Regions from separate parts of the Mus musculus genome. Here all the other regions are linked to region 1. The links are chromatin contacts, called in public Hi-C and HiChIP or PLAC-seq maps. All regions are on one chromosome and are shown on one strand. The core of a region is the stretch at or near the end of the contact, and the rest is flanking DNA. Distances in the headings are between cores, read along the strand shown. Region 1 holds the start of Kcnk10 (potassium channel, subfamily K, member 10). Region 2 overlaps Galc (galactosylceramidase). Region 3 has its middle 37 kb from the start of Gpr65. Region 4 has its middle 16 kb from the start of Gpr65.

Region 1 (7,251 bases), core at 2,972-5,471:
AAGAAAGTAAGGCCCAGAGAGGCTAAGTGAAGACCCCAAAGTCACACAGCCAGTAAATGACACAGCTGCTTCCAGAACCTAATTCTTTTCTACCCCCGTGTCTTGAGTTTTCTCCACTATATTGATCCACTTGCCTCAAGCCCTGAGAACATTCTGCATTGATGTTTCTAGGGCTTAAAACTTGCTGGAGCAGCATACAAATCTGGAGTAGGCAGGAGAACACCAGTAAATGATTCTGGTGACTTGGCATGACTACCCCTCCTCTGCCTAGCCTTCTCCCTCTTTACTCTCTTCCTTCTCCTTTACCTCCCTCCAATAAGTTTTGACAGTCCTTGAGTCGGAAGACTCACCAGGCAAGAGCCAGATGTCCCAAGAGTCTATTAGACACATGCTAACAGAATGATTAAGAGTCCAGATTTTAGTCCAGCCCCACTACCTACTAGCTGTGCAATTCTGAGCAAGTTGCTTGACCTTTCTGATCCACAGTTCCCTTATTTTTAAATTTAGGACAATACTTTCCTCCTAAACTGCTTTCAGCATTAAGGAAACTAATACATGAGAAGCATTCAACTGGTATCTGGCACATAATTCTAAGACCCACCCATGGCCAGACTCTAGTCACCTGCTCCTTCGGAAACAAAAGATATGAGCCAGATCACGGCAGAAAGCGCAGTTTCACGGTGTCCTGGCAACAGCAATGGTCAAGTAGGACAGTAACTACTTGACCAAATAAGAACTATGAAAACTGAGTCTGAAGACTGACTCCTCTTCCAGAGGACCCGAGTTCAATTCCCGGCACCCACATGGCAACTGGGTAAGCACCTGTAACTCCAGTTCCAAGCGTGATCTCATGCCCACTCCTGGCCTTCATGAACACTTCATGCATGTGGTACACACGTGAAACACCCATACACATAGAACTAAATGAAGAATGTTTTAAATAATGAAAATAATAAGATAACGAAAGCAAACCAGAAGGGGACCCGTGAGAGGGAGGGAGTAGGAGTGGAGTAGGGTGTTGGGATGTAGAATATAAATATGAGTAAAGTATAATGATACATATGAATGAAGATGCCATTATGAAACCCATTCCTCATATGTTAGTCTTTTTTTTTTCATTTATAAGTAAGAATTGTGAGCATAAGTGATGGGAGCAAGCACCTATTCTGGCTCGTGAAATGCTGTTCTTTTTATTGTGGTGTTTATTTTTAGCGTCTGTGGTTGTAACTATAGATGTTACTAGTATACTCTTCTTCTCTGTCTCAGGCTGTGAAACACAAAAAAATTCATGAGAACCACTTGTCACGGAGACACAAGATGTTTCAGAAATAAGTTTTCAAAGCCAGCATCAGAAACACAGTCCCTTGATGTTCCTAGCAAAAGCTATCTACCCCCCCCGCCCTGTTAACTGCTGCCCCCTGGGGCCATCTCACCCTAGAATGCCCCCCACTTCTCCACACCAGTCCTGCCCCAGCTGCATCCTGGTCCTCCAAAGTTCCACCTGGGTGCTTCCTTCACAAATCCTGTTGATTTCAGGTCACCAAAGCTTCTCCCTGCATCATCTCTCCATCCTCGATGCCACTGCCTTGGCTAGTGCACCCTGGCATGTGGTCCCTAGAATTGCAATCATCTTGTGCCAATGGTTCTGAAACTTAGCTCAGATCACGTGACTCCGGCTTGAACCTCTTCAAGGCTTAAAATAAAGACCCCTCTTCCTCAATCCCAAACCTGACTCTATCACAACCAACACCGGGGCTTTGGAGATCCCCAGCCATGCCTCGCAGCACGAATTCCTGACTTTCTCTCTCCTCTAGGCTTAGAGCACTGTTTTCAGCTCCTCAAATACACGTGTTCCTTCTGCTCTGTGAACCTCTGCTCTGAGGTTCCCTCTAAGGAAATAGAGCCTCTTCTCACTGGCCTGGCAACTCCCACTCTAGGTGCCAGTACCATAAGGGTGTCATTTCCTCAGGAAACCTGTCATCCTTTCCTCTGGCCTTTGCCAATCTGCTTGTTTTGTTTCAGACAGAGGAGAAGCCTAAGTTGACTGGGAACTCACGAGGTAGCCTCATGTTAATTAAGCTCAAACCAATGGAAATCCTGCCTCAGGCTCCCAATTGCTGGCAATACAGGCAGGACTCACCACACCCAGCTTCAAGGTTTTCTAGCAGACTTTCTTAAAGCCTCTTGGTGCCCACAGAGCATGCTACACTTTGAATTCCTAATGCCACCCTACAGTGACTAATTTTGACCTGACACCCACACTGTAAACTCCAAGAAGACAGGTATTTTGCCTGCCCTCTTCTGACTATATTTCCAAGTCTCAGACTGTGCCCGGTGTCAAGTATGTATTTGACGAATAAATCCTGCGATGATTTAAAATAAAAGCCAAACTACCAGGCTTTGTAATTTCCAGAGATTTGGAGACCAAACAGAAGGCTGAGGCTGTACTGAAGGTATTTACAAACTGAAGGGCAATACCTCTTCATTCACTCTTCAGTCAGGCAAGTCATAAGACATTTTCTTCAAACATAACTTGCTTTCCTGGATCTAGTCTGAGGAAGGGAAGAAATGAAGTCATAAAAGAAATTGAAAGGGAGGAACTGAGCTGAGTGGGAATTAGATGTGATCAAGATATATTGTATAAAACTGTCAAAGACTAAATAAAACAATATTCTTTAAAAGAAGAAATATAATCTCTCTCTCTCACACACACACACACACACACACACACATTTTAACTCCAAGACTCACTCAAGCGCTGCCTATCCTACCCAATTCAGCCTGTATATGAGCTAAGAGGTGACTGGACACACTGTTTCAACTTGTCCCGCTCCAATACTATTTACAAAGAGCCACAATATCTATACATTAACATGTGGGGCAGTGGCCAAGACCAGGAGTATGGTGCACCCACACAACCTGCCTTAATACTCTTTACAGGAAGGGAAAGTGAACCCACACTCCTAAAAGCATACCAAACCATTGTGTGCGTGGGCACGCTGTAGGTTACTCCGTGAGCCCTTCCCAGACCCACCCTTGTGGAGAAAAACCACTCCCCACAGCCTTTCTACAACCTGAGCCAAAGGAGCCTAGTCGGCAGGATTAGTAATAAGACAGAGCAAAGACTCTGGAAGCCCCTTGGGCTCCATTATGCTTCATGCCCTATGAGAGAAGTGCTACCCCAGGGACAGCTGGGGCAGATCGTAGCCTCACATGCTGCCAAGAAACCTGTCCCTCTGAGGACACGCGGGCCATGAGGCTCAGCTCCAGGTCCAGTGAGAGTCACCCCACCCATCTGCCAGAGAGAGACAAAGATCACTAGAAACAAAGGACACACACACACAGGCACACGTACATGCACATTCACAAAGTCAAAAGCAAATACCAACACTTGGTATAATTTCAAAACAAACAGCAGCTTGGTGTGTCTTTAAATAGACGGTGAAACCATCCTAGAGGGACAACGACTATGTGATCTTGACAGGCGCGATCTGGGTTCCGAACCCACGCTGCCTCCGCCCTCCTCCCACCCACGCTGCAGTTGTCAGGCGCATTTCCCAGCCTCAGGACGCATGCTGCCTGCCGGGAGCAAGCCCATCCACGCCTGCCAGTGAGGCACCAGCAGGTGGAAGAGAGCCAGGGTAGCCCGAAGTAGGCAATACCAACCTTTAGGATCCCAGTTCACCTGCTTTCTTGGCGTCTCGATTGGAAATTTCATTGCTCCGTTGCCCACAGGGGGATGAAATGAAAAGAATCAAAATAATAATAATAAAGTCTTCAAGATTTACAACTCGTCGGTTAAACAGACCAACGGAACAATTTGTGAGGATGGAGGAGCACTGAAGTGGCTCGTGGGGAGCCCCAGAGAAAGACAAGCGGGGAAAATACTAGCAGAGGAAAGCACCGAGCACTGGCTTGGTTGGGTGTTTGCACCGGTTAAGGGGGTGGCCAGCTGCTGCCCTTGTGGGTGAAAGAAAAAGTAAGATCGGATGCTGAGGGTGGTTCCGAGAGGATCAAAGAGCCGGGCTGCTTCTGCAAAAGCGCGGTAGGCAGATGCGAGGCTGAGCAGCCGCCGGGCGGAGGCCGGAGTGAAGCCCACCGCAGCGTCCCTCGGGTCCCCAAAGGCGTGTTCGTACCCCCTCTCTCGCATCCACACACACGCACACACACATACACACACATCCATACATACACGCACACACACACACACAGGCGCGCGCACACCGGGCCGCGCGCTCGGGCGGACACGTCAGCCTCGCTCGTCTGAGCACAGAGCACTCGCCCCTCCCCAGCCGCGGCTCCTCGCCCCCGGGCGACGCCCCCCACTCTCCACCCGCTGAAAGCCATTGGACAGAAGGATGGCGCGGCGCCCCGGGGAGCTCGCGGCTAAGGCGACCCTCCCCGTGGCGCGCTGCAGGTGCCGCGCCACTGCGGGAGAACGCCGGGCGCGCGTGGACCCCGGACACCCGGGCTCGTCGCTGGGCGGTGGCGGACCTGTCCTTCCCCGGGCTGCGCGGAGACAGCGAGCAGAGGGCGCGGCTGCTACTTACTGACGCGGCCGCAGCGTGCTCGGTGGAGTTGCAGCCGGAGACACGCTTGGCTGCCTGGAAGGCTCTGCAGGAGGCGGAGGAAAGGGCCTGCCTGCCGCGGCCCCACCGCAGACCTCGGCCTGGGGGGGGTGACCTCCTTTCACCGCTCCCACCCCGGGTGCCTGCTCTTTCTCTCTTGTCACTTCATTTTTGGTACTCCACTCCTTGCTCCCCAGCGTGGTCCTCTCGCCTGAGTCCCGAACCCAGGTCCCCACGGCGCTCCTGAGTGAAGGAAGCTAACACCAGCCATGAGCCTTTTGTTCTGGGACCGCTTGGCGCTGGCTGCGATCTCATCGCGCGCCTAGTTCCCCAGGCACAGCTTGGTCTCTTCCCCAGCTACCTGTAGCTGGACTGGGGCTCCTGCTTGGAGGCTGGGGAGATGGGCTGGGGAGAGACTTTGAGGCCCAGGAGGAAAGAGGAGTTGCTAAGGTTTGGCGACTCTACTTGGAGAAGCTAAGGAGGTGGCCCGGGAGCCCTTGAAAATCAGCCAATGGTGGGTGCAGGAAGACTTCAGCCCTCAGCTGTGCTCTCAGAGAGTTAGGGAGATGCCCCACCCCATTCTCCCCATCCTGGAATCCCTAGGTGGGTTTATGGTAAGAAAAACGCCAGAAACGGCCAACAGTGCTCCGGTGCTCTTGAAAGAGCCACCCAAGTATCCATATGAATTCTGCTTATAAGTTCACTGGGGTGCCTAGCAACAGAGACTTGCACATAACAGACACTCAAAATAATTAACAACAACAAAACTAATAATATATATGCTAAAGGAAGTGTAATGTTTGCTAAAGGAAGGTTTGATTAGCTCACTGTGGTGTTGGATAGGAAGTTCAACTCAGACCCCTGGCCTATAAGTAAGTAAAATCTCTTATTCATTCAGCATCTACATACCGAACTCCTTCTGTGTGCCATCACAGACCTAGGTGCTGGCCACCTGGCAAAGGGCAAGACTGGCGTGGGTGTCCTTCGGAGAACACGTGCCAGGAGGTCAGATTGATGGTTACTGCCTTAACTTAGGGAAGAAGAAGTGACAACTGTCCTATTCCCAAGTCTGCCAGCTGCGGTCCTCAAAACCTACACTAGCTTGGCATTCAAGATGCCTTGGAGGTTCATGGGAGGCCTGGGTCAACTTATCAATACACATACACACACCACCACCACCACCACTACCACCACACTTCTCTACGGAGCTATTGTGGGAAGTGCTTTGTCACTGACTTCACAAGCTGCCCAGACACAAGCTTTGAGTTCTCTGCAGACCAAGTTCAAGGAAAGCTGGCACCACCCAGAGATGCTGTTCTGCCTCCTCGGCCCTTTGGATGGCTTCCCTGAGTGCATTGGAGAGAGAGCAGCCTCCTCTGGGCTGTTTCCACACTTTCCCCTCCTTGGACTTCGAGGATGAACAAGACATTAACATAAAGCAAATTGAACTAACTTGTGCATTTCTCAGTTGTGAGCCCCAGAGAAACTGGTATGCATAGGAATTCTTTACCCAAGCCCACAGAAAGGAGACTCTCAGAAGCACTTTCATGCCTCTCTCTACCCTTTCCTCCCTGCATCTCTATTGGAATCAGCAAAAAATCAACAGAGAAGCACATCTCTCCAAAAACCCCTTTAGGTGATGAGGCAAAACAGCTTATTTAATGCAACTTCACCTTCTCTCGCCTCTCATTCTCCATCAGCTTCCTCCATCTCTCTGAGGATGCTCTCCCTGGCCTCCTTTTTACAGAGTCTGCTTAGGGGAATAAAAACCACCCCCAGGATCATGGAGGGGAGATGGAGACCCCAAGTTTATCTGACCCCAAGACCCATCATTTCTATACCAAAACCTTGGGGTACAGGACCATGAATCTGACCAGATGTGTTCTTTTGAATAATGATGATCCAAATATTGGGTTATCCAAACGTCAGCCCCTTTCTATTTGCATAAGGAACTGGGCTATTGTGCAGTCGAGGGGGTCAACATTAAGGGATTTTATCACTGCCCAAAGAACCACTCCTTGGAACAAACTGCAGTCTTCTGATGCATTAGCATTCAGCCAATCAACAAACACGGAGCATTCCCCCATGTCCAAAGTAAGTTGCAGGTCTTCCTTAAAAGTGATTTTGACCTCTAGGTGATAGATGACCTCCCCACCCCAGTAGCAGAAGGACAGTTATGGGGAGGCTGGGAGACTTAGGGCAGACCCTACTGGCCCAAGAAACAGAATTCATACTGATACATAGCTTTTGGTTGGGTTAAAGTCTTGCTCTGGCCACTGGCATGGGGGAAGGTCTCTGCCCTGAATCACTGGATCCCTTCGCTCTTGCCTTTCAGGGGCCATTCACCTCTGGGGCATCCCCTCATCCCCACTCTCATTCTCAAAGACAAGTTTATGGGGAGGGAGTACAAAAATAAAAGAAATCCCAGTACCCTCCCTGATGCGTGTGAAATTAAATGCAATTCTTCCAAAACTGAGATGCAAGACCACCACCCCTCAAAGAAAGAAAGAAAGAAAGAGAGAGAGAGAGAGAGAGAGAGAGAGAGAGAGAGAGAGAGAGAGAAAAGAGAAAAGAGAAAAGAGAAAAGAGAAAAAAGAAAACAGCACCCTAACCCATTAGCTAATTAGCACTCTTCGTGCCCCCACCCCACCCCCTCCCCGCCAGTTTCCATCACTGCCAATGT
Region 2 (7,062 bases), core at 3,325-5,824, 360 kb before region 1:
TCAGGGAGCCCTGTGGCTGAATTAGGGAAAGGCTGGAAGAAGCTGAGGAGGAGGGTGACCCAATAGGAAGACCAGCAGTCTCACCTAACCCAGACCCCTAGGATCTCTCAGACACTGAGCCACCAAAAAGGCAGCATACAGGAGCTGATATGAGGCCCCCAACACATATACAGCCGAGGAGTGCCAGGTATGGACTCAGTGAGAGAAGACATGCCTAACCCTCAAGAGATTTGAGGCCCCAGGAAGTGGGGAGGCCTGGGGTAGGGGAAGGGGGGAGAAACCATCTTCTTGGAGACAAGGAGCAGAAGGAGGAATGAGATGAGGAACTGTGGGACGGTAGACAGGGAGGAGATAACAAGTGGACTGTAAAAAAAAAAAATAAAAGTAATAAAAAAAAAAGTAAAGCTTGTCTACTTAATTTTTTTTAAAGGAGAAAAACTGTATTTTGGCAGAAAGTTTCAGACAGACTTCAGCCCATTGATGTAGGAAAGCCTTTGTGGAGAGACTCCCTGGTGGCAATGGCTTCTCACATGGATAAAGAGGGGAAAAAAGCTACAACCCAAAACAGAGGCCACCCATTCAGCAATACATCACTTTCCAAACGCTCCATTACTTCCATAAACAGACTAGGCACCTTGTAGGGGACATTTCAAATACAAGCTGAAGCAGCCACCATCTCTGTGCACTTTCCTCTCAGTGTAGATCTATATCCTTAACACTTCTGCTAACAATGCAAAGTATGTTCATTGTCTCATGCCATTCATTCAAAGCAACCATCGTTTTCATCCTACTATAGAAAAAGTCCACTTGGCATCCTCAGTTTGATTTTGGAATAAAACTTCAAACTTTTTTATAATTATAGACTTTTACACACGAGCAATATTGCATATGGGGGACCATTGGGACAATCTTTCCTTAGCTTCTCCCTTTTTTTTTGGCATATGTCTTTAAATTTATTTTCTTTCTTTTTTAATTAGGTATTTTCTTTATTTACATTTCAAATGTTATCCCCTTTCCTGGTTTCCCCTCCAAAAACCCCCTAGCCCCTTCCCCTACCCCCTGCTCCCCAACCCACCCACTCCAGCTTCCTGGCCCAGGCATTCCCCTACAATGGGGCATAGAACCTTCACAGGACCAAGGGCCTCTCCTCCCATTGATGACCGACTAGGCCATCCTCTGCTACATATGCAGCTAGAGCCATGAGTCCCACCATGTGTACTCTTTGGTTGGTGGTTTAGTCCCTGGGAGCTCTGGGGGTACTGGTTAGTTCATATTGTTGTTCCTCATTTGGGGCTGCAAACCCTTCAGCTCCTTGGATCCTTTCTCTAACTCCTCCATTAGGGACCCTGTGGTTGGCTGCAAGCATCTACCTCTGTATTTGTCAGGCACCCTACACCAGCTAAGGCAGTGTAATTCTACTGTTTGTCCAGCAGGTGGCAACACCAGCTTAACAAATCAAATCTGGTAAAACACTTCACAAAGCCTGCAAATAAATATTAACCTATAATCAGGTCCAGAAATCCTCAATTTTCCCATTAAAGTTGGATTTCTCTGACCGCAATTATCTTCAAACTGGCATAATCTAAAGGGAGGACATGGAAGCTAATTTGATCACTTGAGGTCACATAATTCTGACCCACCACCTATTAGGTTCTTGACAGGAGACGGCCTATTGGAATCCCTTCACTCAGAATGTACCCCAAATCGCAAGCGTATACACTGAGGGCATCTCTCACACACCAGTGGTGATCGCCTATAACACTGATTGTGCTGGAAGCGTCTGCAGCCCAGGTAATAGGTCGTTGGTTGAGAACTTGGCGCAGCGTGAAGCGGTGCTCACGGTCTTCATTATTCATGTAGTACTCAAACACGCCAGTCTGATCAGCAAAATTCGGAGCTTCACTAAAAAGTGGGTACTCTGTTCAGAACACAAAAAGTAAGTCCTCCACTTAGTATCTCAGCGGCTGATTAGCAAGCCCTTACCAGATCTCTCCTTTCTGATATCGGTGATACACTGTGAAATACTTGACTAATTTATAAAACATAATACTTAGAAACAAAGTTTAGGGTGTGTGTGTGTGTGTGTGTGTGATGTATTTGGAAATATATCCAAATAATTGACCAGATGCCTGTACTAGAGCCAATCAGCTGAAAGTTCATGTCCTGTCATGGACTGCGAGAGCCAGCAGTGAGTGGCAGAGTCCCCTTGTTGGGTGCAACAAGCGGGGCTGGCCCCTGCACGGGGTACGGTACGTCACACTGGCAATGCTAATCCTCTGCGTGCTGCTTTTCTACAGTTGTCAACTCTGAGGACCCAGCAAGAACAGAGCTACCTGACTCTTCTCTGAAACCTTCAATCCCACCAAATGCTGTTCTTGCTGGGTCCTCTGAGATGCAAACACAATGCGCATGCCTTCTGTTTTCATATGGTTTCCCCCAGTTACCTACCCATCAAGGCTTTTCTAATCACTTTACAGCAGATCCCCCTAAAGACCTGAGAGCTAGACTATAACCCCCCAGTAAACAATGAGTTGGAGCCCCTCATTACATCATAACTGTGTTAGGCACTCAAGTCCCTCGTACTAAGATACATAAGGTGGTTTAGCCTCCACATGCCTCCAGGACGGCAGCACCTAGCTATACACCCTAAGTTTCACCCAGAACAACTTAGAATTATAACTTTCATTCTCACAATGACTTCTGCATTTCTTCTGGAACTGAAAAACAAAAATCCACATCAAAGAACTAGAAACACTAGCTACCTTTGAACCAAATAAAACGCGGAAGCAGTGCTTCTCAACCTGTGGGTCGCGACCCCTCTGGGGTTTCAAACAAACTGGACATCCTATTTATCAGATATTTGTATTATAATTCATAGCAGTAGCAAAATTACAGTTATGAAGTAGCCATGAAAATAATGTCGTGGTTGGGGGTCACCACAGCATGAGGAACTGGATTAAAGCATTGCAGCATCAGGAAGGCTGAGAGCCACTGCTCCAAGGGCTACTCTCCGTCCAGTCTGACAAGAAGAAGCCCTGCCCTACGTCTACAGAAGGTGGATGACAGGTCGCGCCTGGCTAAGACTGCTTACCAACATTGAAATCATCCTTGTAGTTGGTTGGGAAGGGCTTCGAGCTGGGAGGGGGAGGGTAGCTGCCTTTGCGACCTGTGGTCAGAGTGGTGAGCGTAAATATCTCGTCCTCCTCCAGTTCCAGTGTGAAACTGCCGCTGCCGTCAAGGAGCTGAAAGAGAAGACAGCCCCACGTTCAAGGACAGGTGCTGGGGAGCGGTAAAAGAAATAAGCGTGAACAGCCATTCTGTTAGGACCTCCTAAACACGTGAGGAAGACCAGAAATAAGTACCCAGGCCCTTGACAACTTTAAGGGTATTTTAGAAGTGTATAAATAATATTTTATAGAATTTCACCAGATGGGGGGTGCCAATGACAAGATACCTGAAGGTCTATCTGTCACCCTACTCTTCCATTACACTGTAAGCTCTCTAAAGCTTGGGTACATTCAATTAATGTAACTCAGCAGCCTGCTTGCTTCTTTCAGAGCCTTGCTAAAGAAAAGAACCCACAAAGCCCACAGACACCTCAAGAAACATCTTACAATAAGAAATAAAACTTAAAATCTGTTCATCGTATAGTCAGTTCAGATTTCAATTAGTAGGCTGACTCTGTGTCACAGTTAGCCTTCTTGAAGCTAACAATACACTGAGAATTAAACCACATGTTTATAAAGGTCTTGCTTAGTTCACCTCGAAGTGTGGCCCCGGGGAAATACTCCCTAGAGCATAGTCCTGTAATAAGCGTAGCCCTCTGGAGCCGTTTGAATCCCCACATAACTAATGTGGGCTTGAGCTCAAACCTCCTTTGAAACTTTAATGAGTTTTATCTACACTGAATTAAAGGGTTTAGCATCGTATCATTGCTTTAAGGGTAAATAGATGCAGAACCATGAATATCTGATGCCACATTCTGCCTCAGGATTAACAATATTCCTATGCAGGAGATCAATTTGATTATGTTATTTCTAGCAAACTATTATACAAGTACAGAGTGGCCTAATGGGCATGTAACCATTGATATTGACTAGCTAACTATAACATTAATCATTATTAAAAATCCATCAGATTAAGTCAAATAGATGATGTAATTAACCTATTTTCTGGGGCCTCTTTATTCTTGGAAATCTTTCCTGAGAAGTCACCCAGTTCCAAGCACCATAAACCCCTGGACTAAAAGCAAAATAAGGCAAATCCCCAACCTCCAGGACAGCAAAGTGGTGGGGAGCCTGTGATGAGACCCACAGAGCCCGACACTGGGCCCAGTGAGTGAGGCTTTGAAGAAACCCACACTTGAGGTGACATATCTTCACAGATATGAAGGAAATTGAGACGTTCACTCTGGGAGGAAACACCAGCTACTGAGATAAGCATCTGAAAAGGAAATCTGTTTTCTGCTTCCTGAGAGGACAGTGAGGGTCACGTGACAGGTCAGTGGGGCTCACATGGGGAATGTGAGGAAAGCTATGTGGGGAAAGCTGCTGATCCGTTCCTATTTTAGGCACCCCACTCTCTAGCATTGTGATGGCTGGCTCTGAGATTCTGACTGACTGCTGAGACCTGGGGCACTGTCCACGAATAAGGGAGACCAAACAGAAACGAGTAGCAGAGAGAAGAAAGAACAAAGCATAAGAGAAACCCACAGAGGGCAGGACTGCCTACAGTCAACTGCTGTGGGGACACAGACTGAGCGGATGGTCTCAAAGGGGGGCAGCCAGGCAATGGTGGCACAGCCACCAACATAACTAGTGTCTAAGGACAGCACAGCGGTGCACATAAAAGCTTCTCACACCTTCATCACGATTTCTGATGAAGATATGAATGCATTTTATCTCCACTGTCCCGTAGCCATAAAATCATCTTCATTTTAATTCATTGATCCAATTTGCCCCTTTTTACCGTTGTAACGTCCCAAGCATAGAAATCAATGATAAAACTACCCATAGAGTATCCAGTTGTTTAAAATGAAGTCTCTGCTGCGGAGTTCCCAGCTTGGTATACCACACCTGCAGCTCTTGTATTTCTCTCTGTGGAGAAAACACAAGAAAACATACTTGAGAGATTCATCAATTCCTGTTATTAATACCTCAAGAAAGCAATGCCCACTGTTTCCAGTCGCTGAAAAGACCACCTCTAGGTTTGGAAAACAGGACATTGTTTAAGCCAATCTTTCACGTCCTGTCACCAGGAGCAGCAAGCAGCTGCATTAACCGCCTCCAGGGACCTGTCTTTTTCTGCTTTCGTTTCACCTAAACGCGTAAGGAAAGCGGGACACAGCCTGGGGACACTGACTGGCACCAGCTTAATCACTGTAACACTCAACTGGGCATGCTCAGAAGCACCCCTGTCATCGTCCCCTTTTGAGCATGTATGTGTTCTCTGACCTTGCACTAGGTAGGTCCAGCATGAGTCTACGACCATTCCTTGTTAAACTCCCTTCCGCTGCGAATGTTCGGGAGTGTGCCTGTTTCTAACATGCTTGCCTCTAGCACTGTGCCCAGTGTCCCTGAAGAAACCTAACATGCTTCCTTTTACAGAGGAGAGCACTGTAGTCCAGAAATCGCTACTCATTTAACTCATTTAATTAACCCACTGCATTAACACCTGAGAACACTAGCGAAGATTAAACAGGTCTTAGTGCCTTCGATGCAAAACACTCATCTGCCCTCTGTAAAAACCTTGTTAAACATTTAACTATTTACTCTAAAATGTCTTTGTTTATTACTGTACTGGCTAGTTTTGTGTCAACTTGACACAGCTGGAGTTATCACAGAGAAAGGAGCTTCAGTTGAGGAAATGCCTCCATGAGCTCCAGCTGTAAGGCATTTTCTCAATTAGTGATCAAGGGGGAAAGGCCCCTTGTGGGCGGGACCATCTCTGGGCTGGTAGTCTTGCTTCTATAAGAGAGCAGGCTGAGCAAGCCAGGGGAAGCAAGCCAGTAAGGAACATCCCTCCATGGCCTCTGCATCAGCTCCTGCTTTCTGACCTGCTTGAGTTCCAGTCCTGACTTCCTTGGTGATGAACAACAGTGTGGAAGTGTAAGCCGAATAAACCCTTTCCTCCCCAACTTTATTCTTGGTCATGATGTTTGTTCAGGAATAGACACCCTGACTAAGACAAATTGGTACCCGCATAGTGGGGTATTCCTGTGACAACCTGGCCATGTTTTGGGGAGGACTGTGGAAGGACTTTGGCTAGAAGATCCATTCATTGTTAAGAGCTCTGTCAGATGTTGTGTAGGAGCTTGGAAGATAATGTTGAGAACAGTACAGAAGACGGAGGTCTGGCTTGTGAAATTTCAGAGGGAAAATTTTCAGGGCCATTGCTGTTTTGATTGGGAAGATTCTGTAGTTCTGGTTAGCTGGGGCTGAAGAATCAGCTGTGGTTAACAAGATACCAGAACTACTAAAGCAAAAACTTTGCATTACTGGGACTATTGATGCTGGTTAGCTGGAGCTAAGAAATTAGCGGTGATTAAGAAGAGACCATCATCATTGAGGTGACATCTTCTGGGAAGTGTTTTCTTAAAGCACAAAGAGTCTGTGTTCCAGAGATAGCCAAGGTTGTACTCCTGCTGCAGCGGGACTTGGTAATGTATAAGGGTCACCCAGGTGGTACTGGTTTTGAAAGCATGAAGGGGTCATGCAGAGCAGCTGAAGCTCGGCACTGTGAGAGGCTATGGAAGGCCATTGGTGAAGGTGCAGCCTCAGTTGCAATTGACAGCCCAAGACTGAAGGGGTCATGCAGTGTTTTGGAGATGCCAGTACCATGAGATGACCACCAAGAGCAGCAGCAGCAGTGGAATACAGGCATCTGGAGCCTAGAGGACAATGCATGTGCTATAAAGGGCATGGCTGGAGAAGTGACCCAAGCCCTTGGAGGAGCCCAGAAGATCGTGAGTTGGATCCCAGACATTGGATGGTTGGAGATTGATTTTTTGCTTTTGATTGTGACTGTGCCCTGATATTTTCCCTCTTGAAGGAAGAAACTGTT
Region 3 (7,350 bases), core at 4,190-6,689, 270 kb before region 1:
GGCGATGACATTCCCGCTAATGAAATAGAAATATTATGGTCCACTTTCAGGCATCATCCACTCAGCCTCCTCCAGCTCCTTCCTCTCTGGGCCTGGCTTGGGATGATGACCCTACAGGAACACATGTCAATCCACCATCAGACCTGAATTTGTCAAAAGCTGAGACACGATGGCAGTTGATCTGGAAACTGTCTTTGCCAGAAGAATGTGTTTTTATCAAGAGTCTCTTTGTTTAACATTGTCCCTAATCGACATAAGGATGGGCAGATAAAAGTGAGTGCCATAACTAACACCCGGATATATGACACTAGGTTGATCCTTACACTAAAGTGGGAGGGAGCTGATCAGAAACTAGTAATATAGAGGCGCTGAGTTAACCATGGAGGGAAACTCTCCTCCGCCCCCCCCCCCCACTCTCCCTCTCCCTCTCCTTCTAGATTCCATGACTCTAGGCTAATCAACTACAAGAAATAAACATACTAAAGTATGCTGGCTCCTATCTGTTCCTCTTAGCCAACTATTACAAGAAAGGAATGGACTCAGATAAGGACTCGCTAGTGGGCTAGACTATCATTAGAAGTGGAAAAAAATCAGGAGAGGCAAAATGAAACAAAATTAAATTAAAATTAAAAAGAAAAGAAAAAGAACTTTCAAGGTTTCTCAGGGTCAGGGAAACTAATGATAGCGTAGTCAGGTAACTAAGGAAAAGACAGTTAGGCCAGAAAGGAAGGGAAATCCAGCCCATGGCACAGATAACATAGAGGGTGTTGGCTTTGTTAGCGTTTGTCTCAGCACATCAATGAAGATTAGATGATGGTGAGCTAGTTAGACAGAGGAAGCACAGCTTCCAGAAAGCCTAGAACATAACTTGTGGTCTATTTAGCAGTGTGTGAAATTGGGAAAGTAGGTCAGCAACCAATGAAGATTTTAAGAAAACCATAGTGCCCCAAAAGCCACAAGACTGACTATGTAAAATTGCCTGCATACAGCAGAAAGTAGGTTCTGAAAAATGCCAACACCTTATAATACACTCCCCGATATTGATATCCACCTCCCATAAACTGTAGTACAGTGGTTCTCAACCTTTGGGTTGCAACCCCCTTTGGAGGGGTCAAACCACCCTTTCACATTGGTTGCGGAAGACCATTGAAAAACATAGATATTTACATAACAATTCATAGAACAGTAGTGAAAGTGCAGTTATTGCTGAGGGCCAGCCAGGCAGGAGCAAGGACAAGCAGCTTTAGAACTCTTGGAATGCAGACCACCAATTAGCACAATCACAATGGCTGTGTCTTTGACAGGCATGGCCTGAGAACTGGGTGTCCTGAGGGCTTCCTGCTGTTATGAAGCTCTGCTCTGCTTGCTGCCCTCATAGGTCTCTCTTAATCTAAGTGTATGGAAACTACAGGGACTTCCAGCAGTAGGGACTCCCTGGGCAGTATCCCTGGCCCTCACAATAACAATGCTTGATCTCTTTCAGGCATTGCTGCTGGAGCAGATTAATGACTCAGCCAACACCCTAAGAAAGAACTTAGAAATGTAGATGGTCAGCAATGACCACCAACCTTAGAAAGCATTTGAAAAAATAAAATTGTTAGTGAAGCTGGGTTGAGGTGTTTTGCTGCTGGCTTTGATGTGGATAAGCTTAAGGAGTTCAGACAGGCATAGTCTTAATAGTTAAGCTAGGGACTTTTTAAGATCAGGGAACAGGAACAATGGCAGCACTGGCTGCCATGATGCTTACTGAGGCTGGACTGGTGACGGTCGGTCCTTGTAGCCATTTTTACCCTCAGCTTCCTGATATGATTGCTAATGAGCAGATGTGCATTCTGAGGATGTAAAGTAGATATGATTGATCTTTATACAAAAGTTTAGATTTGTGATTCTTTTAAGATTCTTATAAGACTACTATTTAAGATAAACACAAAAACAAATTGACCCTTTCTTTGTAATGGCTAATTGCTGCCTACCAGTAAGAGAGATTGCCTGAGAAAACGGCCTTGCTTGCTCACACTTTGTTAATCTGGAGCAAGTTGCTTAGTTATGAGTGTACATGGGCTCTTGAGAATAATTTGGTTTCTTTACCTGTACTATATTATGTTTTTTCATGTGAAGATATTGGGGAACATACTGTGTTTTTTTATAATCCTTTGCTAAAAGAAAAATGGAATGTATTTACATTGTAATTCTATACTGCTTGAAAGATTTTGCTGGGATATATCAACTATAGAAGAAAAAAGATCAACTGTGTGTTGGAGCTTGCTCCACCCACCAGCTGTGAGTGTGTATATATATATGTGCATGTGTGTATGTGCATATGTAAACATGTGTGTATATGCATGTATATGTATACATGTATATATGCACATATATATGCACATATACATGTACATGTATATATGTACATATGTAAATATGTATAAATGTATGTTTGTGTGTATATGTATGTGTATATATGTACATAGTAAATATGTATAAATGTATATGTGTATATATGTCTATATGCATATATGTGCATATGCATATATGTATATATGCATATGTGTGTATACATGTACATATGTATATATGTTCACATATATATGTACAGGTATGCATATGTACATGTGTATATGTATATTGTATTCATATCTGTGTGTGAAATACTTGGGAGCCTGCTTATTGGAACTTTGTTCCATCTCTTCAATGTCTGAATGTATATATGTCTATCCATCTGTCTGTAGGTTTATATGTATTTATGTATGTATGTATGCATGTATATGTATGAAGTTATAGGAGCCTGCTTTTGTTTCATCTATTCAGTGTGTATCTGTGTATATATGAATTTTCTCTTTTTCCTTTTCTTCCTTGCTCCCCCACCCCCCTAAAGGGTAAGAAAAGTTCAGACTGTCTTGCTGGCCACAGAATGTGACAGGCCCAATGAATCAAGATTTGCTCTCTTAGAAAGAAGTCTGCTGAGTGATTTCTTTAATTGCTGGTTGCCAGCAGCAGCAGCCGTTGTCTGTTGCTACCAGCACCAACCTCTGTCAGCTGCTATCAGCTTTGACCCCGATTGCCAACTCCATACCTCACTGCCTGCCTCAGTTTAACCTGTGATGTCAAAGCTGGTCTTTGACAGTTTTGACAAGTCGTAAAGTAGCAACAAAAATAATTTTATGATCGGGGGTCATCACAACATGAGAAGTGAATTAAAGGGTCACAGGATTATGAAGGTTTATTAGGGTTTGGAGTTCTTTACAATCAACACCACCTGTCCTATTTTTGCTTCTGGGTTGTTGGGCTAAAACGCTAACCAAAATCAGCTTGGAGAAATACATGGTTTATTTGGCTTATAGCTTACAGTCCATCACTGAGGTAAGCCAAAGCAGAAGGAACTCAAAGCAGGAAGCTGGAGGCAACACCTGAAGCAGAAACCATGGAGGAATGCTGCTTACTCTACTATATTTCTAGTCCAGGTCAGGCCCACCTGCCTAGGGGATGTCATACCCACAGTGGGGTAGGATCTCCTGAAGGAATTAGAAATTAAGAAAATGCCTCAGAGATGTTTTGAGATTTGTTGAGATTTAATTGAGCTTCTCCCTTCCCAGTTATCTCTAGTCTGTGTTAAGTTGACAAAACCTAACTGACACATGTCACCAACAGAATTCACTGTGGAGTAGGGACTGTTTTCAGACTCTGTTGTGGTGTCTCCTCTATTTCTTTAGTAGGTAAATCCTGGTAACTTATCTTTTAGTTCAAAAAACTTGAAGAATAGTATTTGAACCTTATGAAAAGTTCTGAATACTATATAGAGACTGCCGCAGACCCTCTGGGCCCCTGTGTCTGCGTAGGAAAGAGTATCTAGAGTAGATGGGCAAGATTAGGATGTAGTGACAGACAGCCAGACACACAAGAGAGGTGTTTAATCTGAATGTAATTTTCCAGTCGAGCATCAGACTTTTATAATACAGAATAAATTGCAGAACAAGGCACATTGAATTTTTCCAGGTGCAAAAGGAGTGACTTCAAAAGGAACCAGATAAATGTATAACACTAGAGATTAGCACAGATGCAAGGGGAGTGACTACAAAGGGAATTTGTAGGGACCAGATAAATGTTTACATTAGATATTAGCACTTTCTGCCAGGCAAGAGTTTTACACTAAGAGTTAAAAGCCTCAGGGTAGTTAACTCTTGATACGCCTCAAGGCTAATGTAGTGTCACTGACCCCAAAATTCTCTAGGCCTCGTTAATTCTTATCTATATCTGGAGACTGTCCATTTTCAGTATAGTATACTAATTTGCTCTTGGCATGGAATGTAGTCTGTAATACGAATTTCTATCTCAGTGAGAATATTAGACTCTATTTTCAGACACTGAATTAATGGCTAGTGCTTTATTAGCTACTGAATGGGTTAAGCTCCTTGCTGCTATCTGGAGTCTAAGAACACTGGGAAAAGGCTTTAGCTATGTTAGAATACAATCTTAAAAGGCATTTGCTATAAGGTAAAGCTATATAGAGTGCACATGGATCCATACACTAGACTAATGTGGATTTGGAAAATTAATTTTATGGGTTAGGGAAATAGCCAAAGATCCGGGAGTAAGTTTCCTTGAAACTCTTTCCTTATGAGAAAGCTTTCAGTCTTTCATCTGACAAGCTGACTCCACCGGAGTCCCGTGACAAGAGACCCAAGATTTTGAGATCAATACAATAATGAAGAAGGGGAAATAAATTTTTCTCCCCTGAGGAATTCGTGAGTGTTTGAGGTAGGAAATGATGGTCATAGGAACCATCTGTGAAATGCTGGCTGCCCACCAGATAGCCATTATTTTTCTTGAGAGACAATGACTTTATTTCTCAACTTCCCATGTAGAAAAATGACTACTTTTCATAAACAGAATATGATCACGTGCCACTTTACCCCTTGACCCATGAAGGCCTCTCACGTTTCCTCCAATATGCCCTTATTGGCTGACTGAAGTTGTAAGGCCTTGAATCCACAAGATGACAGATGTTGGAGGAGCATCATTACTTCCTGAGCCCTTAGATGACCATGGAAGAAAGGAGAATCCCCATCAGTCCAGGTCTTCTCATAATGACTTCTTGTCAGATATTTGAGATTTTTAACTTCAGTTTTGCTTATTCTAATATATCATATGAAGGGATAGCAAAGTCTGTGTTTGTAGTAGTTTCGAACCTTTTCAATAAAGACCAGAGTTGATGCACAGAATCCAAGATCTCTCAAGTGTCCTGGATAGCATCCCTGTTGCCCAGGTTTGATTGCACAGTCCCTTCTTATGAGTCTTTAATAAACACAATCTTAGTCTTTAGTCTCCCACTCCTTCCTTCTATCTTTTCTCTCTTCTCCCATGCCCCTCTGTTGTACTCCCCTGACAAAGCTCCAGCTCTGGTTCCATCCAGTTCTGCTTCCTCCCACACTCGCAGACTCCTGTGGCTAAGTTTCTACTTTCGATCATAGTACCACTGCAGGCACCACGCTGCAATTTCATATCCATTCACCTAATCTCTCATGTGGCTATTTCATCCTATTGTCTCTCAAGACTCTCCAACTCCTCCCCTCCCTCCTCCTCCTCCTCCTTTTCCTCCTCCCCACCCTCGCTGATGAGTTTAAATTCCACATAAATAAGAAAATAGACAGGATCCAGAGAGAATTTCCATTAGCTTTCTCTACCTCCTGCGCTGCCCACCTGCACCTGTTCCTGTGTAGCACACCTCCCCTCCTGGGTAAATTGTCTGTGCTCCCTTCTAAAGCCAAAACCTCCATATGTGCACTGGGCACCATTTCCTCACATTGACTTAAGGCGCTTCCTCCAACTGCTCTGTTCCCTCTCTCCTACACCATCACAATTTCTCTCTATGACAGAGCTTTCTCTTCATGGCACAGAACATCTAGCAACATATCCTGCTTAAAAATAAAGAGTAAAACAAATCATTCGCTGGAATACCCACTATTCCCCAACTTCTGTCCACTTGCTGGATTTTTTTAGGTATATTCCTTTATCTTCCTTCCTGTAATCTTATTCATTCTCGAGCCTAACCCAGGCACCTTCCAGTGGTATCCCTGAGTCAGCTAGTATCAAGATCACCAATGATTTTCATATTATTAAAGCCAGATGGCCACATATCTATTCCTCTCCCATTCATCTCATCAGCTTCACTTGCTATAGTATATTATTCATTCTATCCTGTGATATTTTATTCTCTGTTCCTTTACAGACCCCTATTTCAAGTTTTCTGCCCTTTTTTATAAATGATTCCTTCCAGTTGTAAAGTGACCTTTAAAATGTTGGAGTACTCCAGACCTTGTCTGTCATATTTGCACTTTGCAAACTAAATTCATTCTCTAGATTTTGTCAGAGTTCATAGATTTTTACAAATGTCTGTACAGATGGAGCCCAAATTTCTGTTTCTAAGCCAGGCATCTCTGCTAACTTCAGGCTGGCCTAGCCAACTACCTCCTTGAAACCCTCACTTAGATGTCTAGTAGTTATTTCAAAGTTGGCATTCTAAAATATAAAACCACTGATTGCCTTCACACTCAAGCCAGCTTCATACAAATGGCTCATTTTAATCACTTAAGCACCAACATCCATTAGGCTTCACTATCCCCCCCTCCTTTAGCCCTACAGCCAGTGCATCAGAACATCCTGGTTCATTTGCATCATGCTATGTTCAGAATCTGACCACTTCTCAACACCTTCATCACCATAGTCTCTCATCTCATTGACTTGTGGTCCAAACTACTCATCCCTTCCCAATCTCCTAATTTCTGTCTTTCACATGAGAATAAGTTTTCTTTGGGATATTCGGTCCCCAGTTGCAGAGGATGCGTCTTCACACTTCTTGCAGCTCAGTGTAGTCACTTGGGATTTCTAGAGCCTCCCTTAAAAGATAGATCAGAGGGACCTCTTTCCTTGCTGTTCAACTGCATTTCCTCCCATCCTATTCTCCATCAACAAGGCGACTTCTTAGACCATCAGGACCTTCTTGTGCCAACTCTTTTCTGTCTGCATTTGTGTGAGTATTGAGTTGGAAAGGTTTTGCATCCCCAGGGCCCCTCATAAAGCACAGCTTCCACTCATCTCTGGTGGACAGACACTGTCAGTTTCGCTGCACTAACACTGCTGAACTTTGCCAAAGCCAAAAGGCTTTCTAACTTGTCTATTACCCCCCTCCCATAGCATCAACCAAAGGGACCCCTTGATTCTCTTGTTTCTAAGATGGAACAATTTTTATTCATTAATTTTTATGTGTAAATGTTTCATTTACATCAATGAGTCTTTTATTTACAATTTTTTAATCTGAGCACTTAAATACCTTGGTCTCTGTCCTCAGTGACTTAA
Region 4 (6,874 bases), core at 1,468-3,967, 290 kb before region 1:
GGGCACTTGTTGCTCTTGCAGAGGACCTGGGTTTGGTTTCCAGGTATTCACATAGGAGCTCCCAAGTATCCGTAACTCCACTTCCAGAGAATCATACGATCTCCAAGGGCATCAGGCACACATACACGCAGGAAAAAAAAAACACTCATTACACATAAAGTGAATAAATCTAAGATTATAGGGCTAGCCAACTTTGAATGTGTGTATTTATAAGATTAAACTGTTGTAGGCAGTTTGCATGTGAACCTGCTATTATGAAATGACTGTGCTGAGCTCAAGATGCAATTCAGTATATTTGCAGTTTTAAATTTTTAATTATTGTTAGATCACAGCTCACACAAACTGGCATCTGTTATTTTGAAACGCTTAAATCCGTCCTCCGACAAAGAACAGTAATGTCATCATGTTCTAATTTAGCAGCTTTTGCGTATAATTAAACATATAATAGCCTGCGACCTGTTTTTCTTCTGCTTATAATTTTCAGACGCCTTTCACAAAACACCAATGGCTATTTACACGTTCAAAGTAGGTTACAGTTCCTCAAATGATGTTTCAATTCGGTGTTCAAGAAGCAAACCAGGGGCTGTAGAGATGGCAAGGAAATTAACAGCCTTTGCTGTACAACTCAAAAGACCTGAGTTTGAATCCTTGCACCCATGTAATATGTCAGGTGTGGTTTCATGTGTGCTTGGAATGCTGATGTTGCAGCAAGGTTGGAAATAAGTGGACCACTGAGACTGAAACACACAGGCTCCAGATGCAGGGAGACCATGCTTTGAAGGGATAAAGCAGAAAGTGAGAGACGAGGATCCCCAGTGTCTTCTGGCTTCTTTGCACTCATGCTCAGACACATACTCTTACAGACACCACACAAATATCTCTTACACACATACACACACACACACACACACACTAACAAACTTCATGTACACTAGAAATAGATGAATGAACTACGGCCTCCATGTTGTTCAATTCCAGCTTTCAAATAAAAATATACACCTCATTAATTGGGAAATGTGAGCTATTTCAAAAATCCAAAACCAAGACATTTTTCTAACTTTACCATGCCATGAAAATATTTCCAGATCTTAGTATTTTAAAGTTCTTGGATATTTGACTGAGCCTATAAATATCCTTCTAAAAGAATTCATTTCAGAATCATCCTAAAATTTCTGATCCTGTCTCCAAGACTTGCTGACACTAAGATGTGGCTGATGGCAACTGAAAGCTGTGGTTGGAATTTCAGAATAGCTCCTACCTTCACCTGGATGATCTCATGAGTTGTTACAATTATTGTGGAGTAAGGATAATGATTCAGTTTCAATTGCTCTCTCTCTCTCTCTCTCTCTCTCTCTCTCTCTGTGTGTGTGTGTGTGTGTGTGTGTGTGTGTATGTGTGTGTGTATGTGTGTGTGTGTTGGCATGATTCCAAAATCCTTTATGGATATTCACATTTAAGCTGAAAGTTTTTTATGAAAATATCTTTATTGCTTTTTTAAATGTCCCACTACTTGATTTAAAAATCATGATAGTGTCTTTTTCACAAGCTTTACAAATTACAGGAAAAAAATGATTTTCTCCTTCTGTATGGAAATTTCATTTCCAATAGACAGGGTTCTGTCCCGGTTGAAGCCTGGCAGGAAGGGGGGAATAAACAAGACTAAGGATGGCTGGGGCTCTCTCCTTACAGCTGAAGCTCAGGCTCCTCTGAGGGAGACTCAGCCTGTGTAGCCCTGTGGCCCACTGAGGCAGGCCTCTGCCATGAAGGTCTCCGGGCCGCTGAAAGCCTAGAGTGTTGTACATCAAGGTAGCTTTGAGGGAATGAGGACCCTAGCGAGCCTATGGCTTGGACCCCTCTTGAGCTGAAAGTTGTAAAGATCACAAGGAAAATAAGTTTGAAATAATTTTCCCTCTAGAAGACCTCGACGTCTTTACTGTCTGTCGGAGTAAAGTAGTAGAGGCGTGCCCGATGATTCAGTTCTCTAGCCTTGGGAGTAGTGGGCGTGCTCAGCATGGAATCCCAACCACCAGCCTGACTCAGGAAAACTGTTTTTCCTTTGCCTGCCTATGTATGTCTGTGCATTATACATGTGTGCCTGGTGCCTGAGTAAAATCAGATCCCCCGGAATTAGACTCACAGATGACTGTGAGCTGAGAAACGCACCCTCTGGAAGAGCAGCCAGTGCTCTTAAATCTGTGAACCATTCCTCTGACACCCCCTCCTGATTTTTAATAGTCCACAGACCCATGAAATTCATTGTAGCTTACATGGTGGCATCAGGCTCTGTTGGTAACACACACACACACACACACACACACACACACACACACACAATTGCATTATCTTTGTCAGCTATAGCTTCCAGACCACATGCTGACCTATGGGAAATTCCACTTCAGTCATTACTGAACTGTCCTTCCTCTTTGAGGTTTACACCAGAGTAAGCGAGATTTACAAAATGCTAAATAAAAACGAAGAGGGGGGCGTTTGGTTTGTTTCCTCCTGTACTATCACCGCGACAATGAACTTTAGTTTTTAGTGACCCTGTAAGTATCTCTGGTATTTCCTACCTCCCCGAATACCAGGGCAAGGGGCTCACTGGCAAAATTGGGTAGGAGCCAGGGCACAGACACATTCCTGTGAGTCGTGTAGCTCTGCTTACCAAAGAGACGCTTCTTTGGGGATGACTAAAGGCCGCAAGTATGGTTTTAGCTCAAGGGATGGAATATGCAGTTAGTTGCTAAATTAGTCAGCTTAGTCTCCTGGCTGCAATGAGTGGCTCAGTGGTAGGTATGTGACTTGAGCTGCTTACATGCCCAAAAGGCTCTTTCTCTGCCTCCTGGTGGTGATACAATGTGCCACAAAGATGCCTGAAATATTTGTGGTCAGTTTGTTACCAGGAAGTAGCAACAAGTAGAAGAGAAGAAAGCTTAAAGAACCTGAAACCTCTGGATATGGCAATCACTAGATGGTCCATCCTTTCGTCACACTTCCAGATTTTGTCTCTGTAACTCCTTCCATGGGTGTTTTGTTTCCTATTCTAAGAAGGGGCAAAGTGTCCACACTTTGGTCTTCGTTCTCTTGAGTTTAATGTTTTTAGCAAATTATATGTTATATCTTGGGTATCCTAAGTTTCTGGGCTAATATCCACTTATCAGTGAGTACATATTGTGAGAGTTCCTTTGTGATTGGGTTACCTCACATCCAGAGATCCATCCCATGATCAGCTTCCAAACGCTGACACCATTGTATACACTAGCAAGATTTTGCTGAAAGGACCCAGATATAGCTGTCTCTTGTGAGACTATGCCAGGGCCTAGCAAACACAGAAGTGGATGCTCACAGTCAGCTATTGAATGGACCACAGGGCCCCCAATGGAGGAACTAGAGAAAGCACCCAAGGAACTAAAGGGAACTGCAACCCTATAGGTGGAACAACAATATGAACTAAGCAGTACCCCGGAGCTCTTGTCTCTAGCTGCATATGTATCAAAAGATGGCCTAGTCGGCCATCACTGCAAAGAGAGGCCCATTGGACTTGCAAACTTTATATGCCCCAGTACAGGGGAATGCCAGGGCCAAAAAGGGGGAGTGGGTGGGTAGGGGAGTGGGGGGGGGTTATGGGGGACTTTTGGTATAGCATTGGAAATGTAAATGAGCTAAATACCTTAAAAAAAAAAAAGAACCTGAAACCTGACACTGACTCCTAAAGTGGTGAGTCTCGGCATAGGATAATTGTATGAACCAAACAGACCTCTTCATTTAACCCAATCTGAGTCAGATTTTCCCTAGTGGAAATTGGAACATGGAAGTGAGGCGATGTTATAGTGTCTCATTGTTGAATAAGCAGGGCAGGTGAGGTCCAAATGAGAGAGAAACAAGGACACCTCTAACTCATAAAGTTAGCAGCCCTCATTAAGACTCATTAACTGACGTCCTGGAAGAACCCTTACTAAACCTTTGCCTTTGATATCCTGGATATTACGGTTTGAATGTGAAATCTCTCACACAGGCTCGGGCGTCTGAGCATGGTGGTGGTGTTACTTTGGTAGTTTGTGGAACTACTTGGATATAAGGTCCTCAGCTGATGGCTCTGTTTTTGGTAGTTTGCGGGACCTTTAGGATACAAGGCCTACCTATTGAAGTATATCACTAGGATAAATCCTTGAAGGTTATATCTGTTAAGGTCTAGGTAAAATATTAAGTCTTAGAAGGAATGTTAAAGCCGAGGTAACAATTACCTGGCTAGTCTGCCATTTTGTGCTGTTGCTAATATTATAAGGCAATTCTCTCATATGTTGTTTCTGCTGTTACTAGGAAACTCTCTCATGCCTAAGTTGGTTACACATTCTGTTATGTTCTGTGCTCTTGGAAACCAATCTCCATAGAAGTCAATAGAACTGCTTTTGTATAGTTACCCACAAGAAGCTCGGACCCAAACCAACCACCCAGTAGCACTTCCTGCACCTGTGGAAGCTTTTACGGTATTTGCTTTGTAAACTGCCCCTGGGATAAACCCAGTATAGGAGAGACATGTGCACCAATATAGGAAACTATTTGAAATAAGACTTCCATTTTGAGTAGGGGTCATATAAAGTTTAAGTTCCCAAGACCTCCTGGAAACTGACACTGTATTTGGCAGAAAAAGACTATATATACCTGGGGTAACTGACATCCTGGTTGGCAACTTAAGACATGAATGTCATCATGGTTAACCAATTGAGACATGAATGTTAAACAAGGTAAGTCCCCTGCCACAGTTAAATACCCCAACCACTGGGAACAGTAGAAGTGTACAACACAGAGTCTCCTATCCCTAAATTCTTATTGGTAGAATAGCTTAACACAGATATTTGTGGAATTTAGGCTTAAAAACCCTGTAGGATCTTAACTTAGTGTCACAGTTCAGCTCCTGAGTCTGGACCATGGCCTTGACAGATGAGTCCTAGGGTTTGTGCTCAATAAACGCTCCCTGTCTGACTGAGATCGGTGTTTGTGTGGTTTCTGTGGCAACTCCTGAACCCCCAACAATGTCTGCCCTAGGTTTAGGCATGAATGTTCTTTTCCTGGGCCATCACAATGAAAGGCTCTGAATTAAGGTGAAATTTTATATTGTCTATATTAAAAATAAAGCAGAGTTGGGAGGATGAGCCAGGGGTACTTGCTATGCAAGTATGAGGACTAGAGTTCAGGTCCTCAGAAGCCACAGAGAAGCCAGATATGCATATAGTAGCCTCATGAAACCCTAGCAAAGACAAGGCTAGCTAACTAGACTAGCTGGAATCGGACAGCTCTGGGTTCAACAAGAGATCCTGCCTGAAAAAATAAAGTGGAGAACCATCAAGGAATACATCTGATGTCAATTTCAGGCTTCCACATACATGGAGACACACATGCTCATGGGTGTGAACCAACCCCGCAGGTATGCTTGGAGAGAGAGAGGGGGGGTGCTGGCAGAAAGATGACAGACAGACAGAACCACACACATCATATGAAAACATTATAGGCTCTGGAATACAAATAGAATTGACTCCACCGTTCACATGGTACATCGGGGCTTCTTTGTGATCTGAGATGCGGAGAGCCACAGATTATTCATTTACACATGAGGTGCCCATTCCCTAGGTCTGTGTGAGTCAGGAAAGTGAACTGATCTCAAGCATGAAGGTGCTCATCACTCTCTTCCGGGAAAATATGTAAGATAACCAGCTAATAACTTGGAGCTAGTATTGCACCAATGGGGATATCTTGCCAAGTCAGTCATTATGGTAGCCCTTAGGGCAGACTTCTGGGTAAGACTCAGGCTCTTTCAGTAACGTTCACAGCATCTACCAGCTCTATGAAAGCTAGCCAGTAGGAATGGAGCTTCCAGGTGGGTACCAGCTTGATTTCTCTATGTTCCGTGACTTAAGAATGTGGTGTCTTCAGCAACAGAGTCTTAACATCAAACTCTGGAAGGTTACTAAGAGTAAAGGCAATAGCCTGTCATGTTTTTTGGAGTCTATAAGATGTCACTGAGCAACAACTTCAAGAGAGATAACATATTTCTGGCAGTGAGCTTTTTATTTGTCAGCCTGTGGTGTTGAGTAGGTTCTTTAGAACCCATTACAGGGTAACACATTCAAATTCTCTTTATACGTGCATGTGTATGTGTTTTTAGGAAGTGTCTATAGTAATAAATTACCTTTTTAGAGAGGTCTCTAGTGTTTGTGATTCCATCCATTTATTCCAGTGGTTCTCAACCCCACAGGGGTCACACATCAGATATCCTGCATATCAGATATTCATGATACCATTTATAACAGTAGCAAACCACAGTTATGAAGTAGCAACAAAATAATGTTATGGCTTGGGGGTAACTAACGATATAAGGAGCTGTATTAAAGGGAGGCAGCATTAGGAAGGCTGAGAGCCATGGGTCAGTTTCCTCCTCGCCTCTGTCCTCCCTAAGCTACCCCAATTTAACCCTGTTTATTACATTATTCCCTTTAATTTTTTATACCACCTCCCCTGTTATATCTCACCTCCCCTGAAATCCCACCTTCAACCCCTGTTACTAAATTCCCGACCTCTATGGATATTTCAAACAAAGCATACATATCTTTTTTTTTAATTAGGTATTTTCCTCATTTACATTTCCAATGCTATCCCAAAAGTCCCCCATACCATCCCCCCACCCCCCTACCTACCCACTCCCACTTTTTGGCCCTGGTGTTCTCCTGTACTGGGGCATATAAAGTTTGCATGTCCAATGGGCCTCTCTTTCCAGTGATGGCCGACTAGGCCATCTTTTGATACATAAAGCATACATATCTGAATATTCAAAGCTAACATCCACAGATGGAAAAAAAAACATGTCCTTTATCTTTGTGAG

What was found. A called contact is a pair of places that touch in the nucleus more often than the background predicts. HiChIP or PLAC-seq counts read pairs in DNA pulled down with a chosen protein or histone mark.
Region 2: a BATF HiChIP or PLAC-seq map of CD8 T cells shows a contact between it and region 1, with 5 read pairs. The contact joins the enhancer-like site here to the promoter of Kcnk10 in region 1. A contact is called at or near these places in 5 of 39 promoter capture datasets (cranial neural crest, embryonic stem cells, hippocampal neurons and 2 more), 2 of 484 Hi-C or Micro-C datasets (the HL-1 cell line and embryonic stem cells), 2 of 115 datasets of contacts at active chromatin or transcription factors (CD8 T cells and bone marrow-derived dendritic cells) and 1 of 9 other capture datasets (liver).
Region 3: a contact with region 1 is called in a Hi-C map of cerebellum, with 1.6 times the contacts expected there. The contact joins the enhancer-like site here to the promoter of Kcnk10 in region 1. A contact is called at or near these places in 5 of 39 promoter capture datasets (cranial neural crest, embryonic stem cells, liver and 2 more), 3 of 484 Hi-C or Micro-C datasets (cerebellum, cortical neurons and nephron progenitors) and 10 of 115 datasets of contacts at active chromatin or transcription factors (SST interneurons, embryonic basal ganglia, embryonic forebrain and 6 more).
Region 4: an H3K27ac HiChIP or PLAC-seq map of the NIH/3T3 cell line shows a contact between it and region 1, with 6 times the contacts expected there. The contact joins the enhancer-like site here to the promoter of Kcnk10 in region 1. A contact is called at or near these places in 11 of 39 promoter capture datasets (the HPC-7 cell line, cranial neural crest, embryonic stem cells and 6 more), 27 of 484 Hi-C or Micro-C datasets (B cells, CD8 T cells, the HL-1 cell line and 17 more), 16 of 115 datasets of contacts at active chromatin or transcription factors (the NIH/3T3 cell line, Th17 cells, astrocytes and 9 more) and 2 of 9 other capture datasets (embryonic stem cells and liver).

Annotation. Positions count from the first base shown.
Region 1 is chr12:98,570,491-98,577,741 of GRCm38.p6, forward strand. It overlaps Kcnk10 (potassium channel, subfamily K, member 10), which reads right to left and starts at 4,222. Exons shown (of 7, transcript NM_001316665.1): 1 at 3,667-4,222. The coding sequence starts at 3,718.
Region 2 is chr12:98,211,242-98,218,303 of GRCm38.p6, forward strand. It overlaps Galc (galactosylceramidase), which reads right to left. Exons shown (of 17, transcript NM_008079.4): 12 at 5,010-5,096; 13 at 3,092-3,242; 14 at 1,741-1,918. Among named protein-coding and RNA genes, the nearest start is that of Galc, 45 kb to the right of the region's middle. Within about 2 kb of position 4,575, at least 27 of the 459 cell types and tissues checked have an H3K27ac peak or open chromatin away from gene starts, as enhancers often do. A contact at or near this core is called in CD8 T cells, where this site is marked.
Region 3 is chr12:98,301,927-98,309,276 of GRCm38.p6, forward strand. No RefSeq gene overlaps it. Among named protein-coding and RNA genes, the nearest start is that of Gpr65, 37 kb to the left of the region's middle. Within about 2 kb of position 5,440, at least 9 of the 459 cell types and tissues checked have an H3K27ac peak or open chromatin away from gene starts, as enhancers often do. A contact at or near this core is called in cerebellum and cortical neurons, where this site is marked.
Region 4 is chr12:98,280,909-98,287,782 of GRCm38.p6, forward strand. No RefSeq gene overlaps it. Among named protein-coding and RNA genes, the nearest start is that of Gpr65, 16 kb to the left of the region's middle. Within about 2 kb of position 2,718, at least 137 of the 459 cell types and tissues checked have an H3K27ac peak or open chromatin away from gene starts, as enhancers often do. A contact at or near this core is called in CD8 T cells, the HL-1 cell line, the HPC-7 cell line and 11 more, where this site is marked.